Linked DNA regions of Sus scrofa: regions 1, 3 and 4 are each linked to region 2. The links are chromatin contacts, called in public HiChIP or PLAC-seq maps. All regions are on one chromosome and are shown on one strand. The core of a region is the stretch at or near the end of the contact, and the rest is flanking DNA. Distances in the headings are between cores, read along the strand shown. Region 1 holds the start of COG3 (conserved oligomeric Golgi complex subunit 3). Region 2 holds the start of SLC25A30 (kidney mitochondrial carrier protein 1). Region 3 holds the start of TPT1 (tumor protein, translationally-controlled 1). Region 4 has its middle 21 kb from the start of TPT1.

Region 1 (4,461 bases), core at 427-2,926, 46 kb before region 2:
GGGTGAAAATGAAGAGATTCCAGTTACTTCACTTCCAATTCTTTCCTTCCTGCTCAATAAGAATGACAGTTTATGACCCCAAACAAAAAAAAAAAAAAAAAAAAAAAAATCGGGTTACTTTTCTCATGGAATATGTTTGCCACAGTTTTGCTGTGAGGTCCAAGCATCCTGCTTTGGTAAGAGACCAAATCAATTACAAACAGACTGGAATATTTATAGAGCAAACAACTTCCATTACCCAGGGCATAAAAGACTGTGATAGCCACACCAAAGCAAATTTCCACCTGCTTCCTCATTTATTTCAAACCCACGTCTACCATAAAATCCCTGAGGTGGACAGAGAAACCCAAGAAAAGAACACCTGCATTTTCCGGCAGAGCATGCAACAGAGAAAGTGGCAAGAACTTTCAAACCAAAGTTCTTAATCTCTAGAGTGCCAGGGCAGGAAAAAAAAAAAGTTAAAGTCTCTATTCAATCTGCCTTTGGTCACAATTCCAAATTGTATAAAAAGAATGCTTCCAACATCCAAAGTAACCATCAGTGGCTAATAAAATAATCTCCCTAAACCCGGTCCTCAAAATAAGAAAAAGTTTTTCAAATAACTGACAATTCATAAAACGTACTACTTGCTATTATTAACTAACTGAACTGAATTCCACAAGCAGTGATAATACATAAGATCTCAAAGGTAACCAGAATTTTAAAAGTTAACATAAAAACTAGCATTATCTAATAATGTACTGACCCAACTTTCAAAGAAAAATTTTTATTGCTTTGCTCTAAGTCAAATATAAATCGGCTCTCCCATTAACCTGTACTCGATCGAGAGCTCACTGCTCAGTGTGCGATGAATGAAACTCACCAGGGATCAACTTTGGTCTCCCCAAGTACCCCTACGGAAAAAGGACGCTAGGCTATTCATTAAGGTGGTTAAATGAATACCCACAGGAGTCTGTCCTGAAGCAAAGCACTTGGGGTTCAGCGCCTTCTCCTTCCGAGAGGCGGTGGGCAGCAGGACCATGTCTCGCTGACACCAGGGACACCGGGGGCAAGAAGCCAGGGCAAGGTTCGGGGCCAACTGTCCCACGTTCAGCGCCACTAGCCACTGGACACCCCCCACTGCCGTCTCCGCGCCAGAGGGGAGAGGTCGGCAGTCCGGAGCGGCACGAGGCCTGACAGCCCAGGAAGGTGAAGGGGCCTCTCCCACCAGAGCTGCCACCGTGACCCGGGAGGAGAGGAGAGACCCTGGACAGGGGTCTCAAGGCCGGGGTCTGCAAGGCCGGGGTCCACCGGCGCGGCAGCGGAGCAGAGCAGCCAGCTCCAGACCGTCACCTCACCTCGGTCGGCACGGGCAGGTCCTCGGCCGCCGCCTTCAGCTCCAGCACCGAGTCTGTCTGCCGGTCCGTCAGCGGCGCCGTAGTGTCCAGTCTTCCATCCCAGAGGGCCAGCTTCTCCCGTGCATCCCGCTCCGCTGCCGCCTCTGGCAGCAGCAGCAGCGCCGCCTCCGCCATCGCTGCCCCCCCTGCGGCCCGCAGCAGCAGCAGCAGCAGGGAGGTGGGGACCCCAACAGAGAGAGGCCCGGGCCACTTCCGGGAGAGCCAGGCCTTCCAGCAGGGCACCGGCGCCGGGGCGGGGCGAGCCAGAACACCCCTGACCCCGGAAGCGCTTCCCCCCTCTGCGTGGGCGGGACTGAGGCCAGGACCGACGTGGCTTTACACGGGGTACAAGCATTTCCGGTTGGAATGTAAACTGAGAAGATGACGAACATAGGCCCTGGCGGAAAAAGAAATGCCCCTACCGGAAGTCTCCTCCTCAAAATAAATAACTTTATTGTTACGTGTTCTTTTTGACAACTGTGCTTAGTAACCCTGAGGGCACCAGTTTTCTTTGGTTCTGGGATCTAATGCTGCTCTCTGCTCACAGCCTAATAGCCTGGCTTGAGTGTGTATATGCTGATTTCCATATTAATATATTAACAATTTCCACAACTTCTCCAACATCCAATGATTCTGCTGTTAGAAACTTAATTTATGAAAACACACAAAACCTCAAAGGTTTGGAGCTCCTGTGTTGGCTCAACCAGACTGGGATCCATGAGCACGCGGGTTCAATCCCCGGCCTTGCTCAGTGGGTTAAGTATCCCGAGTTGCCATGGGCTGTGGTGTGGGTCACAAATGCAGCTATTAGAAGGGCAGGGAAGAAGGAAGCATATGGCAATTCTAAGGTATAAAACACTCACGTTGGGAGTTCCCTGGTAGCCTAGTAGTTAAGGACTGGCGTTATCACTGCTGTGGCTCAGGTTCAGTTCCTGGTCCAGGAACTTTTGCATGCCTCAGATGTGGCACAATTCACACTGATGATTCTGGAACTATATATATACATATATATATATATATATATGTATATATACACACATATATATTTTAAGTATATGAAATGAAAACACATTTAAAAAATCATTCACAGGCTCTGGTTTAAGAAATTCCTGCTGGGGAGTTCCTGTCGTGGCTCAGCGGTGATGATCCCTGGCCCTGTTCAGTGAGTTAAGGATCCCTCGTTGCTATGAGCTGTGTAGGTTGCAGACACAGCTCGGACCCCGAGTGGCTGTGGCTGTGGCTGGTAGCTGCAGCTCTTATTTGACCTCTAACCTGGGAATATTCATATGCTGCAGGCGAGGCCCTAAAAAAAGAAATACAAGAAAAAAAAAAGGAATTCTTGCTGGGGGTTCCCTTGTGGCTCAGTGGGTCAGAATTGTCTCTGGGAAATACCTGCTGCCCTAAAGGCATAGATAGAGGTGAACTTCCCCATTACCTGTTATAAATGTCTGAAACTCCACGTTCCAGAGCCATATCTTTGCTGCTTAAGCCTTTTTAGCCGCTAATGTCTTAGAATAGACCCCTGGAAACGGAAGGATGCCTGAGGGACAAGAGGCAGGGATGGGAACAGAAAGCAGAGGAGGTGGAGACAGACATCCCAAGATCTCCTTCCAGTGGGTACTTCAGTCTCACCCTGGTCAGCCCCACTCAGTGACTAAAATCTGAGCACTGCACAAGACCCTGCTGATGCTCATGTCAGAGTCCACAGTACGTCTCATCTGCTCCTCACTTTAAACCAAGGAGGAAGCTGGTGAAAATCATTACTATTATCTTCATCTAATGAATGAAAAACTGAATCCTAGGGAGGTTTGGCACCTGTTCAGGATACTGGTTAATAAAGGGCAGTCCTGGAGTTCCCATCATGGCTCCATGGTAACGAATGAGACTAGCCTCCATGGGAACCAGGCAGGGTTCGATCCCTGGCCTCGCTCAGTGGGTTAAGGATCTGGTATTGCCATAAGCTGTGTAGTCTGAGGACACAGCTTGGATCTGGCATTGCTGTGGCTGTGGTGTAGGCCAGTGGCTGTAGCTCTGATTCTACCCCTAGCCTGGGGACCTCCATATGCCTCAGGTGCAGCCTTAAAAAGCCAAAGGGAAGAAAAAAAAAAAAAAAAAAAAAAAGAGAGGCAGACCTGTCATCACCAGGATTCCTGACAAGACCGGCTCTTTCTCCTCTACAGTACTGTTACAGAAGAGAGAGACATGAAGACAGACATTTAAACCCATTAGGACTTTGTTGTCATGGGGCATTTTAGCAAGCGTGAGTCCTAAAGGTGAGCATTACAGGCTTGAAGGGATGCCTCCAAGAGGAAAAGCTGGGAAGCTTCGGTACGTTCTGTTCTACCTTAAAGGCAGGAGTAGATCTAGTGCCAAAACACTGTCAGGGGGAAGAAATCAGATCACACTCTATTTTACCGCATCTAGCATGAAGTCACAAAATGAAATCACCAAAAGAAAACATCCTCATGTCCCCTGCATGTCTGCAACTCCTTTCAGAGTATGTTAATTTGGTTTATTTTTTGTCGTTATTTCTATTGCCTTAGACTGACCTAGGAAAACATTTGTATAGTTGATGTCAGCAAATGTTTTGCCTATGTTCTCTTCTAGGAGTTTTATGGTGTCTGGTCTTACGTTTAAGTCTTTAAACCATTTTTATTTTTTATTTTTATTTATTTATTTTTTGGTGCACGGTGTGAGGGGATGTTCCAGATTCATTGATTTACATGCAGCTATCCAGTTTTGCCAACACCACTTGCTCAAGAGACTTTTTCCCATTTTAATCTTGCTTCCTTTGTCAAAGATTAATTAACCATAGGTGTCTGGGTTTATTTCTGGGTTCTCTATTCTGTTCCATTGGTCTGTATGTCTGGTTTTTGTTTGTTTGTTTGTTTTGTTTTGTCTTTTCAGGGCCATGCCCGAGGCATATGGAGGTTCCCAGGCTAGAGGTCCAATCGGAGCATATGGAGGTTCTAAGGCTAGGAGTCCAATCGGAGCTGTAGCCGCCAGCCTACACCACAGCCACAGCCACATGGGATCCGAGCCTCGTCTGCAACCTACACCACAGCTCATGGCAACGCCAGAGCCT
Region 2 (4,201 bases), core at 137-2,636:
TGCTAAGTTATGCATCCTTTCTACTACATTTTCCCTTAGCATTTATTTTCTCCCTACCTCATCTATACACCTGCAAAGAGAGGTAATTAAATGCAGTAATTGCTCCTGGAATTTCTTAAAGCTTTCCAAGTTTCTCTTATACAGTTAATTAATTCTACATACGTTTTTCCAATTTTACTGTGCTCCTTTTCAGTCAGCAGTCTTAAACCACAATCTAGTCTCTAAACTTCTGTGCGTGCGCTCATAAATCATTGCTCCCGGCAGGGCTGCCTTTCATGGATTTTTTCTTATTCCCCATTCTTTTTAAAGGTACAGGATGCAAAATAAGCTCATCAGACTAATGAAACGTGGGATTTAAAAGGAATCTAAGAAATCTGTCTTACTTCACATGAATTGACTGAGCCCAGGGTCACAAGGCTTGGCAGCGCAAAGCCAAGGGCAGAATTCGCACCTTTCAACTTCTCTTGCTAAAGGAGGAGACGAATCTAGACTCTTGCCGGGCAGTTCGACAGCTCTGCTATCCTTGCGCAGAAATAATCAGGGTCACTTGTAATTGCTTTACACAAAATTACTTACACTTGGAATTACACTAAAACCCAAAGCTACATTAACTTTCCGAGCGAATGAATTTGACTCGTCCTTGCAAACCTGAGCCCAACTGGCCTGGCGCGTGCCGGGAGTAATTCAAAGTACAAGAGAGCCCTGGCTCAAGTACACAGCTAGCGGGTGCCAGGGCTGCACACTCTGAATGAACTGCAGGTGGGAGATGCAGACACAGGTGAAACGCACCTCGGCAGAAAGGTCGCACACGCCGACCTGCTAGACTGGCCTCACACTCGATCTCGGAGACGCCAGAAGAGAAATCACGCCCCACGCCGCCGAGTGAAGAGGGCCAGGAGCCGGCGCTCCTGCGGAACCCACCCGACCGCAGGGTTTGCAGCTGGAGGAGCGGGGCGCACCCCGGAACCTCGCGCCCCACCAAGCCGGCCCCGCACGCGAACCGGAAAGCAGAGGCGAGTCCCTGGACTCGCCCGGCAGCGCCGGGGCTCTCTGGAACCGCGGCCCCAACACCAGCCTTAGCCCCGGGCTGCGGCGGGCCAGAGGAGAAGCGCCACCGCGTTGGGGCCGGGAGTTCCGCGCCAGGAGCTCTGGGCGCCCCTGGGCAATGGGAGGCGGGCCGGAGGAGGGGGGACCGGGAGCAGGCGCGGGGCAGTCAGCGCGGCCGCGACCTGCAGGTCTGGCACTTACCCGGCGGCCGCGGCGGCCTTGCACCTCCTCCCGCCCAGAAAAAGCCGCAGCCAGGGCCGGCAGCTGCGCTGGAGCTGGAGAAAAGACAGCGGAGCGGCGCTGGCGGCCTAGAGCCCACGCACCGCCCCGCCCCAGCCCCGCCCCTCACGGGCCCGCCCGCAGCCTCGCCTCTCATTGGCTGCTCCGGCACAGGCCACGCCCAGGTCGCGCCCCCGGCAGCTGAGGGCCAGCTGGCCCAGAAGGGACCAGGCAGGAAGACCCTGGCTCTCGGCCTTCGGGGGCTGGAAGCTGCCCCGGACTCCGCGACGCCTACTATGGCCTAGACGTTGACTCTTTGGTGAAAGAGAAAGTTAACAGCCACGGAAGAGGAGCCTTCTCAGGGTGCTGATTCTTGCTGTCCACGTTAACCTCTCTAGTCAGAAGGAAGTAAACTTGGACGCTTAAAAAAAAAAAAACAAAAAACCAACCAGCTTTTTAGTTTGAAAATTTATAAACCGACTTAAGACTTGAGCAGTATACCCTGCACTAAATTAAATGTTAACATTTCACAATATTTGCAATTTCATTTCTCTCCCTGTATACTTTTCCCCCCACTCCCACGACCCCTGAACCACTGGAAATTGCGAACAACATCGCTTCACCCTTAAATACCTCACCATTATGACATGCAAGAAATTTAATATCATTTCGGGAGTTCCCGCTGTGGTGCAGTGGATTAAGAATCCAACTGCCGGAGTTCCCATTATGGCGCAGAGGAAACAAATCCAACTAGTATCCATGAGGTCGAGGGTTGGATCCCTGGCCTCCCTCAGTGGGTTAAGGTCCAGCGTTGGGGTGAGCTGTGGTATAGGTGGTAGCGGGCAGCTGTAGCTCCAATTCAGCCCCTAGCCTGGGAACTTCCATAAAAAAAAAAAAAAAAAAAATCTGACTGCAGTGACTTGGGTAGTGTGGGTAGCAGCTGTGGCTGGGATTCAGCTCCTAGCTGGAGAACCTCCACATGCCACAGGTTCAGCTCTTTAAAAAAAAAAAAAAAAATATATATATATATATATGTAATTTCATTCAAATCATCCAAATATACTGTCCATCCAAATTGTCTTTGTTGTCCCTAAAGCTCATAAACACCCACACACACTTTTTTTTTTTTTAGTTTGAGATCTACCCAGGTTTGGAAGTATTTTATTTCATGCTTTTCTATACAAACTCCTTCAGTCTACTACCCTAGTACTAGTACTCTCACTTTTTAAAATAACTTTCAACATATTTGAAAAGTCCAGGCCAATTGTAGGCTGTATTAGTATGGATTATAGAATTGTTTCCTCATGATTAGACTGACGTTCCACTTTTTAGAAAGAAAAGTAGCCTTCACCACTACAGCCCAGGTTCAATCCCTGCTCTGGCAACTGAGATTCCATATCAAGCTGCTGCATGCCACAGCCAAAAAAGAAGATTTTTTTTTGTTGTCTATTGCTGTATAATTACGCTTTGCAGCTTAAAATAACAAACATATACTGCCTTGCAGTTTCTTTTTTGTTGTTGTTTGTTTTCTTGGGGGGGGGTTTAGGGCTGCACTTGCAGCATATGGAGGTTCCCAGGCTAGGGGTCCAATCAGAGCTGTAGCTGCCAGCCTACACCACAGCCACAGCAACGTCAGTCCGAGCCATGTCTGCGACCTACACCACAGCACACGGCAACACTGGATCCTTAACCCACTGAGAGAGGCCAGGGATCAAACCTGAAACTTCATGGTTTCCGCTGTGCCATGATGGGAGCTCCACCTCACAGTTTCTACGTATCAGAAATCCAGGAAGGGCTGAGGTAGGGACCTCTAGCTCCAGGTCTCTCATAGGAATGCAAGCAGGGTGGCACTTGGGCTACATCTTCTCAAGGCCAAACCGGAGGAGGATCTGCCTCCAAGCTCACTCGCCTGGCTCTTGGCTGGCCCCCCAATATCCTCTTTCAAGCTCCCTCATGTGGCTGTAGGCAGACCTCAGTCCATGCTGGCTGTCAGCCTGTGTCTGTTTCTTAGGTATGCCTTAAATTGGGAGTTCCCGTTGTGACTCAACAGATTAGTAATGAGCCAACTAGTATCCATGAGAACTTGGGTTTGATCCCTGGCCTTGCTCATTGGGTTAAAGATCCAGCGTTGCCATGAGCTGCGGTATAGGTAGTATCTGGTGGCTCAGATCTGTCGTTGCTGTGGCTGTGGCGTAGGCCAATTCTACCCCTAGCCTGGGAACTTCCATATGCTACAAGTTCCACCATATAAAGAAAAAAATTGCTATAAACTAGATGGGTTTTTTTTGTCTTTTTTAGGACTGCACCCTCGGCATTTGGACGTACCCAGGCTAAGGGTGAATTGGAGCTACAGCTGCCGGCCTACACCACAGCCACAGCAACATGGATTCTGTGCCACATGTATGACCTACACCACAGCTCAGAGCAAGGCCAGGGATTGAACCGGTGTCCTCATGGATACTAGTCAGGCTCATTACTACTGAGCCAGGAATTTCTGGACTTCTTTTTTTAATGGGGGTTTACTCTCTCACAGTTCCGAAGGCTAGAAGACCAAAGTCAAGATGTCAGCAGGGCCAAGTTCCCCAAAGAATCTAAGGAAGAATCCTCTCTTGCCTCTCTCCAGGCTGCTAGCAGTTAGCAGCTCTCCTTGGTGTTCCTTGGATCGTAACTGCAGGACTTCAGTATCTTGCCTCTACTGCCACATCGCATTCTTTTGTGTGTCTGTGTCCATAGGATGCCAGTGGCTGCATTCAGGCCCACCCTAACCCAGTGTGACCTCGTCTTAATTCGATTGCATCTGCAAATGGGATCCTATTTCGAAATAAGGCCATTTCACAGACAGCAGGTGTATTAGAACTTCAGTATGTCTGGGAGACACAGTTTAACCTACAACCACTGGAAATACCAGTTTCTTGCATCATGGTCTCTCCATGAA
Region 3 (4,343 bases), core at 1,422-3,921, 57 kb after region 2:
GAATTTTTCACAGAATTAAATGTATTCAATTTAGATTACCCATATTTACAGATTATGTCCTTTCATGAAACAGAAATTATAGACCAAAGTTATGTTTAATTAATTTATTTTGGCCACATTCGTGGCATGTGGAATTTCAGAATATTTATTTTTAAAAATTTATTTATATTTATTATTATTTTTGCTTTTTAGGGCCACACCAATAGCATATGGAGGTTCCCAGGCTAAGGGTCTAATCAGAGCTGTAGCCACTGGCAGCAGCCACACCAACACCAGATCCGAGCTGGGTCTGCGACCTACACCACAGCTCATGGCAATGCCAGATCCCTGACTGAGGGAGGCAAGGGATCGAACCTGCACCCTCGGATTCATATCTGATGCACCAGAACAGGAATGCCAGTGGTAGATCCTTTAAGCCACTGTGCAGGGCCAGGGATGGAGCAAGACTAGGGATCAAACCCGAATCCTCATGGATGTTAGCCGGGTTCCATACCTCTGCTGAGACTGGAATTGCTGCAGTTGGACTCTTAACCTACTTTACCACAGCAGGAACTCCCCCCTAAACCTTTTAACTCAACAAAATTCCATTTTATACTTAGGCTTAGGGAGGCTGACTTTCTCAAGGTCACAGAACTAGTACCAGATAAACCCAAGATTTCAACCTAGGCTGCTTTTTTTTTTTTTTTTTTTTTTTGTTGTTGTTGTTGTTGCTTTTTAGGGCCACACCCACGGCATATGGAGGTTCCCAGGCCAGGGGTCTAATCGGAGCTGTCGCTGCCCACCTATACCACAGCCACAGCAGCGCCAGATCCTTAACCCACTGAGTGAACCCGCGACCTCATGGTTCCTAATCAGATTCATTTCCACTGCGCCACGATGGGAACTCCAAACCTAGGGTGCTTTGATTTTAACTTTAGTACTCTCTTTCACAGGGCTGTTTATAAAACTTGAGAAAAAGTTTTGACTGAACAAACCTGGAGAAAAGTAGCAGCAATAACGTTTGACAGTAATGTATGGGTGATGGGAATATTTCTGAATAATTGGAAAATGTTGAAGTTGAGGAAAATCATTAAATTGTGATATGCCTGGGATAATAATCTGTTCCACTCCCACATCCAGAAACCACCTGGTGGACCACCTCTCAGAAGATATCCACTTGCTTTCAGATCCCCTTCATCCCACTTTCAGCTTCCTCGCAGTTACCCAGTGTCTCCTAGGGTGTCCAGTGCAGCCCTAGACGTCATCTCCCAAGAGGGTCCCATTTCCTGGCTCTTTTGCATTATGATTCTTCCATCATCTCAATTCAGTGTCCTGTGCCCTGTTCCTTCACAGGGGGTGCCCTGTCTTACCCTGGGGAATGCTTTATTGTTGAATCAGGGAAAAACCATTAATGTGCTATAATTGGCCAATTCTTTGATTTACTAGAACAAAATTTTCTGTGAGGGTAGGACTGGATTTAACCTGTTCACAGTTGAGACCTCTGAGCAAAACCCCCCGCTAAGGACAGAGTGGAGCACAAATACATTCGTGGTATGGAACAAGTTCTCCGGTTGCATACTGGCATAAATCTTTGCCTGAAAGGGCATTTTTAAAGTATCTCATAATTAGGTCCAAAGTCCAAATAAAACTTGGGCAGGTGGGGAGCTCCTTTTCCTTTTAATGTTTAACCCTCTGGCACCTGGCATATAATTTCGATCTTAAAGTGACAACATACCCTCTTTTTCAAACGACCTAATTCAAGACCAAGTGCAAACAGAAAAGGTGAAGATTCTAAACCTGTGTTAGGAACCGCAAACTTTCACATACAGGACCAAGCCGAGAGATGGGAAAACTGTGTAAACTCCCGCGACACTTTCCTCCCCCCTCAAGTCTTTTCCTACACACATCCCCCACGATTATTCCGAAGGGGCAGGAGGGACGACCTGGGTCCCACAACCCGGACTCAGCCCTGCCCCCACAAAAGCGTCCGAAAACTCGATGTAGGGGGAGAGCCCTAGGAGAAAACGCTGAAAAGTTCTCCGAGACCCCAGAACTCACAGGAGGCGGGTCATAAACCCAGCCCCCCTGCCATCATCCCCGGGGACAGAGTCGCGGTCTCCCAAAGCCTCAAAGGGACCCTACGTAAATGCAAAGTCCTTCCCAACAGCTGACACTTTGGTTCCCAGAAAGGGTGGGAGCTTGCGCCGGGCGAGGCCTGAGGCGGAAACTTGAAGCCCCACCCAGACCCAGCACCTTCGAGGGCAACCCTGGCGTAGGGAGGGGCAGAGCCCCAGGCACCACTTCCACCACTCAGCGCCCGGAAGCCCTTCCCTCCTCGCAGCCCCCCGCACGCTCCTCCCCCCACCCGCTCCCGCATTTCCCTCTGCCCCGCCCCCCGCCGCACCTCCTTCCCTGCGTCGCCCATCCTTGTCCCTCCCGACTTCTCCCCCCTAGGAAGCCCCGAGGGCCCAGCGTGGGGCACGGCTTTGCAGCCCAAGGCCAAGTCCCCGGATGTCCTCCTCCCCTCCCCACCCCCGGCTCGCGCTGTGGCCCCACCCCACGCGCCGCTCTGCGTGCCACGTCACCGCTTACGGCGCTTCCGGAGGCGCAGCGGGCGATGACGTAGGGGGACGTGCCCTCTATATGAGGTTGGGGAGCGGCAGAGTCGGCCTTTTCCGCCCGCTCCCCCCTCCCCCCGAGCGCCGCTCCGGCTGCACCGCGCTCGCTCTGAGCTCCCGGTTCCTGCTAAGCTAGCGCCGCCGTCGTCTCCCTCCAGCCGCCATCATGATCATCTACCGGGACCTCATCAGCCGTGAGTGGGGACTGCACTCTTCCCCACTGCCGCGCGAAGGGGATGGGGGTCTGGTGGGGGGCGGGGAGACGGCCGCCGCCGCCGCCGCCGCCGTCCTGGGCCTGGGGGACGCCGGCGCCCTCCCGGGAGCGAGGAAGGTCGGTGCTTGGCGCGCGCCCTGGGGTTTCGAGCGCCGGGGAAGGGCGGGGGTCGCGTGCGGCGGGCGGGGCGGCGCGGGAAATGGCGCCGGCTCGGGCTTCAGGCGCACGGTTGACTGGCGGGTTTGTGTTCTCGGGCAGATGATGAGATGTTTTCCGACATCTACAAGATCCGGGAGATCGCGGACGGGCTGTGTCTGGAGGTGGAGGGGAAGGTGAGTCGGGCCGGGTCGCGGCGAGGAGGAGGCAAGGCCAGGCAGGCTCGGGTTTCCGCCGCTCCCCCGCCCGAGGTTGTGCAATCCTCTCCGTTGCCTCCTGGCGGAGGAGACGCTCTTTCCGGGCTCGGGTTTTTCTAGAAAAGTGGAGGCGGAGCTGAGTCTGGAAATAGGTCCGCCACTTGGGCGCCCATCCTCCCAGGCGGTCCCGGACAGGTTGTCTCCTGTTTGGGAGCCCGAAGCCCTCAGCGGTTGCCCTTTTCAACCCGACTGTCCACGCAAAACTTCCACTCGTTGTAAACAACCCCCTTCTCGTGCTGGTCAACAAAGAATTGTTAGGGTGTTTTAGGAAATCGAGGGGTCATAAATTTTTTCCCCATGTTTTCAGCAAGAAACAAGAATCTTTAGTGGAAGGCTGATGGGATGTATGAGCTGCTTAAATTGTTTTGATGCCTTTGTGGTAAGGTCGAGGATGTGTTAGCAACTAAACTTTTCCTTAACGCAGATGGTCAGTAGGACAGAGGGTAACATTGATGACTCGCTCATTGGTGGAAATGCCTCCGCTGAAGGGCCCGAGGGCGAAGGTACCGAAAGCACAGTAATCACTGGTGTCGATATTGTCATGAACCATCACCTGCAGGAAACCAGCTTCACAAAGGAAGCCTACAAGAAGTACATCAAAGATTATATGAAGTCGTAAGTGATCTTGGCACATTCCGTTGATGTCTGGAATCCTGTAGGATTTAGGGATCTTCTAACTATGGAGATTTTTTTAGCAAGCAGGCATGGTTGTCAAATACTTTATTAATGAGCTCAGAAGGGTGGTTGCTTTTCTATCAAATATGAGCATAACAGGTGCATACAGGTCTGGCTTTACCTTTTCAGAACAGCACTTTGGAAAGAAGCTGACAGGAAATTCAAAGTTGTGAACAGTCATAAAACATCCCTCCTGTGAGCTAGGAATTTCTTGATTGTGCTCAGTGATAGCTAGTTGCTAGTTTCAGTTTGGAGTTTTTGGAGAAAATTTCTTTTGCTCAGAGCTCTGTAACGAACTTAACCTATCAATAAAATACTTGTTTTAGAATCAAAGGGAAACTCGAAGAACAGAGACCAGAAAGAGTAAAACCTTTTATGACAGGAGCTGCAGAACAAATCAAGCACATCCTTGCTAATTTCAAAAACTATCAGGTAAACAAATGT
Region 4 (4,693 bases), core at 1,148-3,647, 36 kb after region 2:
CTTCCCCAGGCTGAGAGTAGGCGCTACGGGAGGGAAGTGACCACTCAACCAAGTGTCAGAGGGACGTGTCTGATTTTCTTTTCTTTAGAAACCCAAAGCTCAAGTCATTAACTTGTAAAATCCAGAGTGAACTAGGATCCGATCCGAAATGGTGGTGTCGGTAGACATGCTACTTGGGACGTCCCCTCACACACACCCCGCTCCCCCTCACTGGCAGCCCCTCGAGAAGACTTCCAGGGCCCAGAGACAACCTGGAAGCCAGAGGTTAATAAACAGAATAATAAACAGAAGGGAAGGCGACAGACATTCACATAAAAGGAAGTGGGTTTTAATTCCCACAGGAACAGGGATCTGAGGACAAGGCCAGCTACCAGAGTCCGCCCTGAGAGGCTCAGCTCTGAGGGGAGGGGGGCTTGGCAACAGCTGGGGGAGCAGGATTGGGGTGAAAAGAAGCTAAGTCTCTTGTTTGTTTTGTTTCATTTTGTCTTTTTAGGGTCACACCCTCAGCATATGGAGGTTTCCAGGCTAGGGGCCAGCCTACACCACAGTCAAAGCAACACCAGATCTGAGCCGCATCTGCAATCAGGGCTCACTGCAATGCCAGATCCTTAATCCACTGAGCCAGGCCAGTGGATCAAACCTGCGTCCTCATGGATACAGTCAGGTTTGTTTCTGCTGGGCCACGTCAGGAACTCCAAAAGCCTTTTTCTACAAACAAGAAAGGGGGTCGGGTGCGCTTTGGTACCGGGGAGGGACCCACAGGGTCCTGCTCAGGTTCAGTTTGGGTTCCCAGGCATTTTCCATCACATCACTTCGTTCTGTTTTTCTCAAAGCTCTTAGCACCCTCTGAAATCACCTTATTTCTGTGATCGTCTTTGTCAGTTTCTCAATTCTCAGCAGAATGCAGGCTGCATCAGAGCAGGGAGCTTGCCTGCTCACTGCACATCCCCAGTGCCTGGAACCCTTGGATGTCTTAATCAGCCTTTGATGAATTCATGCACAGGATAAGATGAGGATTACAGGAGACATGTGCCTAAGCTTCTGGAGCATGCCAGGCAACTTAACGATGGCATTTGTTATTACTACTATCATTCCTCTTTTGTTGCAAGACTGATCTGTTGGAAACGCAATAAAAATGGCCCTCCATTATCATTCCTGAAATAGGAAGGCAGGAAGCGTTCATTTCTTTTCTCTGGAGGACAAAGGCAAGATGCAAAAGCTTCACCACAAAACTTCCAGAGGCAGCACTGACCCAGGCTTTGTGCTCACCAGCTGTGTGACCTTGGGTAAGTCTCTCAACCTTTCTGAATCTGCTGCCCCATCTGAAACATATCGGGGTTCCCTAAATGCTGCACAAGATTCCTGCTGACGTCTAGAACCACAGTCCTTTATCTCCCCATAGGGTTGTTCTTGTCCGCCCTCTGGAGGAAAAGTGATTAAACCAAAGGCAGGCACAGACAGAAGTGGCCTGGAGGTTCCAGAGCTAAATATTACAGTCAGTTCCCAAATGATTGGATTGCTGGGTTCCCTCCTCCCTCTGGATGGAGAGACACAGGAAGGTACCGAACGCCTCTTCTGCCTTTGATTCAGATTAGAGATGATCTCACTTTGAACACGTATTAACATCTTTACACCTGGATATCCTTTCACCCTTAAAATAACCGTACAAGGCATCCCAGCTCCATCTTTACTATCTCCATTTTACCGGGCGGGGTGGGGGGAGCGCCCAGAAAGGTCACAGCTAAAATGCAACAGGGTTGGGGATGGAAACCGGATTTGTCACTTCCTCCCCCGCTTCTCCCCTTCGGCTTCCCAAGTTGGCCCTGGGGAATTTCCATCAATGGGTCCCCAAATCTCTCGATCATCAAAATCACTTGGGAATATCTTCAAAAGGGTCTAGAGCCCGCCCAGGTCCTGCTGAACAAGAATCTTTGGGAGGTTCCATCCAGAAATCAGTATTTTGCAAAAATCTCTCCAGATCCCAGTGATACGCAGCCGGGACTCGGAAACCACTGCTTGTTACTGGCCGCCTAGAGCTTAGAAAACCTCCGGAGAACTTGCTAACAGTTGTCACAGCCGTCATTTAGAACGTCATTCTACTCTCGCCCCGCCCCTCCCTCGGGGCTGCGCCTGCGCCCGCGACAGCCGTGTCTCCGCAGCGCCCTCTGCCGGACACGCGGTTAAACCTAAAGTGCCACCATCTCCCTTCAGGAGGGTGTAGACAGGCGCGAGCCGCAGTTCCCCACCCATGATTACTAATACTCGCTGACCAAGAAGATGCGTAACAATCATATTCTATTTATGAATGGACAAATGAATTGAGAATTTGTTTTTAGTCAGAACAGCGCTAGCCACAAGCATTTGGCAGGGAGTGAGGGGGGAGGTGGGTACATACCTGGGTTATTCGGTAGTTTGGGGCACCCGTGGGTAAAAAGTTGCTTCTGTAGTAGTTGCCCGGACTTGATTCATTTACTCATTCAATCTTCCCAACAATATTTTATTGAATGCCTGGTAAATCCCAAGCACTCTTCCAGTACAAAACAAGGCCAAAAAAAGAAGGGGAAAAGAAAAAAAAAACAAAAACAAAATACCTCTCCCCTCATGAAGTTCATAGTTTAGGGATGGAGGCAGGTATTAAGCAAATAAACAAAGCATAAATACCTACTTACAAATGATGTGGCTGCTCTGAAGAAAAGAACTAGTTTGTGAGACCCTTATTCTAGGAAGGATGGTCAAGGAAGTTCTCTGGAGCTGATTTGAACTGAGAAGGAATAAGCCACACAAGGCAGAGAGAGGATTCCAGATGGCTTAAGGCATTCTCTTTTGAGGCACTCGCCAGGAGCACCCTAGGGCTGGGCTGGGGCGTGACCTGAGATGAGGTATCTCTCTCTGAGGATAGTCAGTAGCCAACCTAGGATTTGGGGGGTTTTTTCCTAAGCTGAAAATTGGATGACTTTTCTTAGTCTGTCATCAACCTTTTTTTTATTTCCCTCTGGAAGGTCAAGGAATGCACTCAAGTCTGGAAGTTACTGAAACTGTAAAGTGGCCAGTTTTTTTCTTTCTTTCTTTCTAAGGGCCGCACCCACAACATATGAAGGCTCCCTGGCTAGGGGCCAAATTGGAGCTGTAGCTGCTGGACTCCCTAAACCACAAGCACAATTAGAGCAACGCCAGATCCGAGTCACGTCTGCAACCTACACCACAGCTCGGGGCAACGCCAGATCCCAAACCCACTGAGGGAGGCCAGGGATGGATCCAACCTGCATCCTCATGGACACTAGTTGGATTTGCTTCCGCTGAGCCATGAGGGGAACTCTGCTGACCCAGGATTTAAACCCCTGGCCAGTCCCGCTTCACCCAGCCTCAGGGTTCTACACTGCGTCGGGCATTGATGAGGAGCTCGTTCCATTCTAAGTACGATGAGCTAGCTCTGCAAGCTTTTAAGCAGTGGTTCTGAGTGTCTCCGTCTCCCAAGACTGTGCTAAATGGATAATGATGGCTGGGAGGCGAGGGTGGGAAGATGAGGCGGAAGACGGGTCAGTTGTTCAGGCGGGGCTGAGGGTGGCTCAGACTGGCGGCAGCCGTGGAGAATGGGGAGAAGGACAGAATGTGGAAGTGGCAGCACTGGGGACAGATGGGCGTGGGGTGTGGGAGGGGAAACCCAAGCTCTGGAAGCTGGATCATGGACTTTGACTGAGCTGAGAGGGAGCACGTTTAGGAGAGTGAGGAGAACAGTTTTGCATTAAGTTTGAGATGCTGGTGATCCATCTAAGTGGAAAATCAAGACCGCTGTTGGGAAAAAACCACAGGCATCTCAGACTTAAGGTGCCTAAACATGAACTCTTTTTTTTTTCTTTTTGTCTTTTGTCCTTTTTAGGGCCGCACCTGCGGCACATGGAGGTTCCCAGGCTAGGGGTCCAATCGGAACTACAGCTGCCAGCCTACACCACAGCCACAGCAATGCAAGATCCGAGCCGTGTCTGCAACCTACACCACAGCTCATGGCAATGCTGGATCCTTAACCCTCTGAGTGAGGCCAAAGATCGAACCCACAACCTCATGGTTCCTAGTTGGATTCGTTTCCGCTGCGCCACAATGGGAACTCCTAAACGTGAATTCTTCATTGACCTTCTGAAATGCAGAGGAGACATCTAGGCTGGAAGTGGAAATGTGTTATTTGGAGCAAAACAGGTGCTACTTAGAAATGAAAGCGGCTCCCGAGGGAGAGAAGAGCTCCAAGGACCAGGCCTCCAGAAACTCCAACATGCGGAGGTTGGATCTGAGCAACGGCGGCGGCGGTGAGGTGGGAGAGAGAGCGCACCTGAGATGAGCCAGTTGGAAGGATGACATGACAAGACAAAGCAGCCTGGGACTCACTGTCCTCTGAAAAAGGCAGACACTGCCTTCCTGTTTCCTTGGGGCGGAACTGGCCCAGACTGAGCGTGGCGACCAGTCTCAGCCAGCTCGCGGGGAGCCCAGCCGCTTGTCTAAATCCATCCATCACCCTGGACTAGGAAGTAGGCACACCCCGAAAGAGAAAGATTCTCGAGGCTTTCCCTTTAACTTCCAAGTCACCTGTTGGGATCATGGGGACACACGAAGGAGTGGACAGGCGCCAGCTCAGGCACAGGTGCCCACAAACCTTCGGGGGAGGCTTCCCCTCGGGGCTAAGGCATTATTAGGCATATTCCTG

The links. HiChIP or PLAC-seq counts read pairs in DNA pulled down with a chosen protein or histone mark.
Region 1: an H3K27ac HiChIP or PLAC-seq map of alveolar macrophages shows a contact between it and region 2. The contact joins the promoter of COG3 here to the promoter of SLC25A30 in region 2. A contact is called at or near these places in 4 of 47 Hi-C or Micro-C datasets (embryonic fibroblasts, liver, retroperitoneal adipose tissue and 1 more) and 2 of 2 datasets of contacts at active chromatin or transcription factors (alveolar macrophages and skeletal muscle).
Region 3: an H3K27ac HiChIP or PLAC-seq map of skeletal muscle shows a contact between it and region 2. The contact joins the promoter of TPT1 here to the promoter of SLC25A30 in region 2. A contact is called at or near these places in 16 of 47 Hi-C or Micro-C datasets (blood, embryonic fibroblasts, epiblast stem cells and 7 more) and 2 of 2 datasets of contacts at active chromatin or transcription factors (alveolar macrophages and skeletal muscle).
Region 4: an H3K27ac HiChIP or PLAC-seq map of skeletal muscle shows a contact between it and region 2. The contact joins the enhancer-like site here to the promoter of SLC25A30 in region 2. A contact is called at or near these places in 1 of 5 promoter capture datasets (liver), 16 of 47 Hi-C or Micro-C datasets (alveolar macrophages, embryonic fibroblasts, epiblast stem cells and 8 more) and 2 of 2 datasets of contacts at active chromatin or transcription factors (alveolar macrophages and skeletal muscle).

The regions. Positions count from the first base shown.
Region 1 is chr11:21,825,250-21,829,710 of Sscrofa11.1, forward strand. It overlaps COG3 (conserved oligomeric Golgi complex subunit 3), which reads right to left and starts at 1,677. Exons shown (of 22, transcript XR_002336675.1): 1 at 1,338-1,677.
Region 2 is chr11:21,871,395-21,875,595 of Sscrofa11.1, forward strand. It overlaps SLC25A30 (kidney mitochondrial carrier protein 1), which reads right to left and starts at 1,387. Exons shown (of 10, transcript XM_021065606.1): 1 at 1,249-1,387.
Region 3 is chr11:21,926,623-21,930,965 of Sscrofa11.1, forward strand. TPT1 (tumor protein, translationally-controlled 1) reads left to right here and starts at 2,672. Exons shown (of 6, transcript NM_214373.1): 1 at 2,672-2,791; 2 at 3,070-3,143; 3 at 3,649-3,839; 4 at 4,226-4,331. The coding sequence starts at 2,764.
Region 4 is chr11:21,906,429-21,911,121 of Sscrofa11.1, forward strand. No RefSeq gene overlaps it. Among named protein-coding and RNA genes, the nearest start is that of TPT1, 21 kb to the right of the region's middle. Within about 2 kb of position 2,398, at least 40 of the 83 cell types and tissues checked have an H3K27ac peak or open chromatin away from gene starts, as enhancers often do. A contact at or near this core is called in alveolar macrophages, embryonic fibroblasts, fetal liver and 5 more, where this site is marked.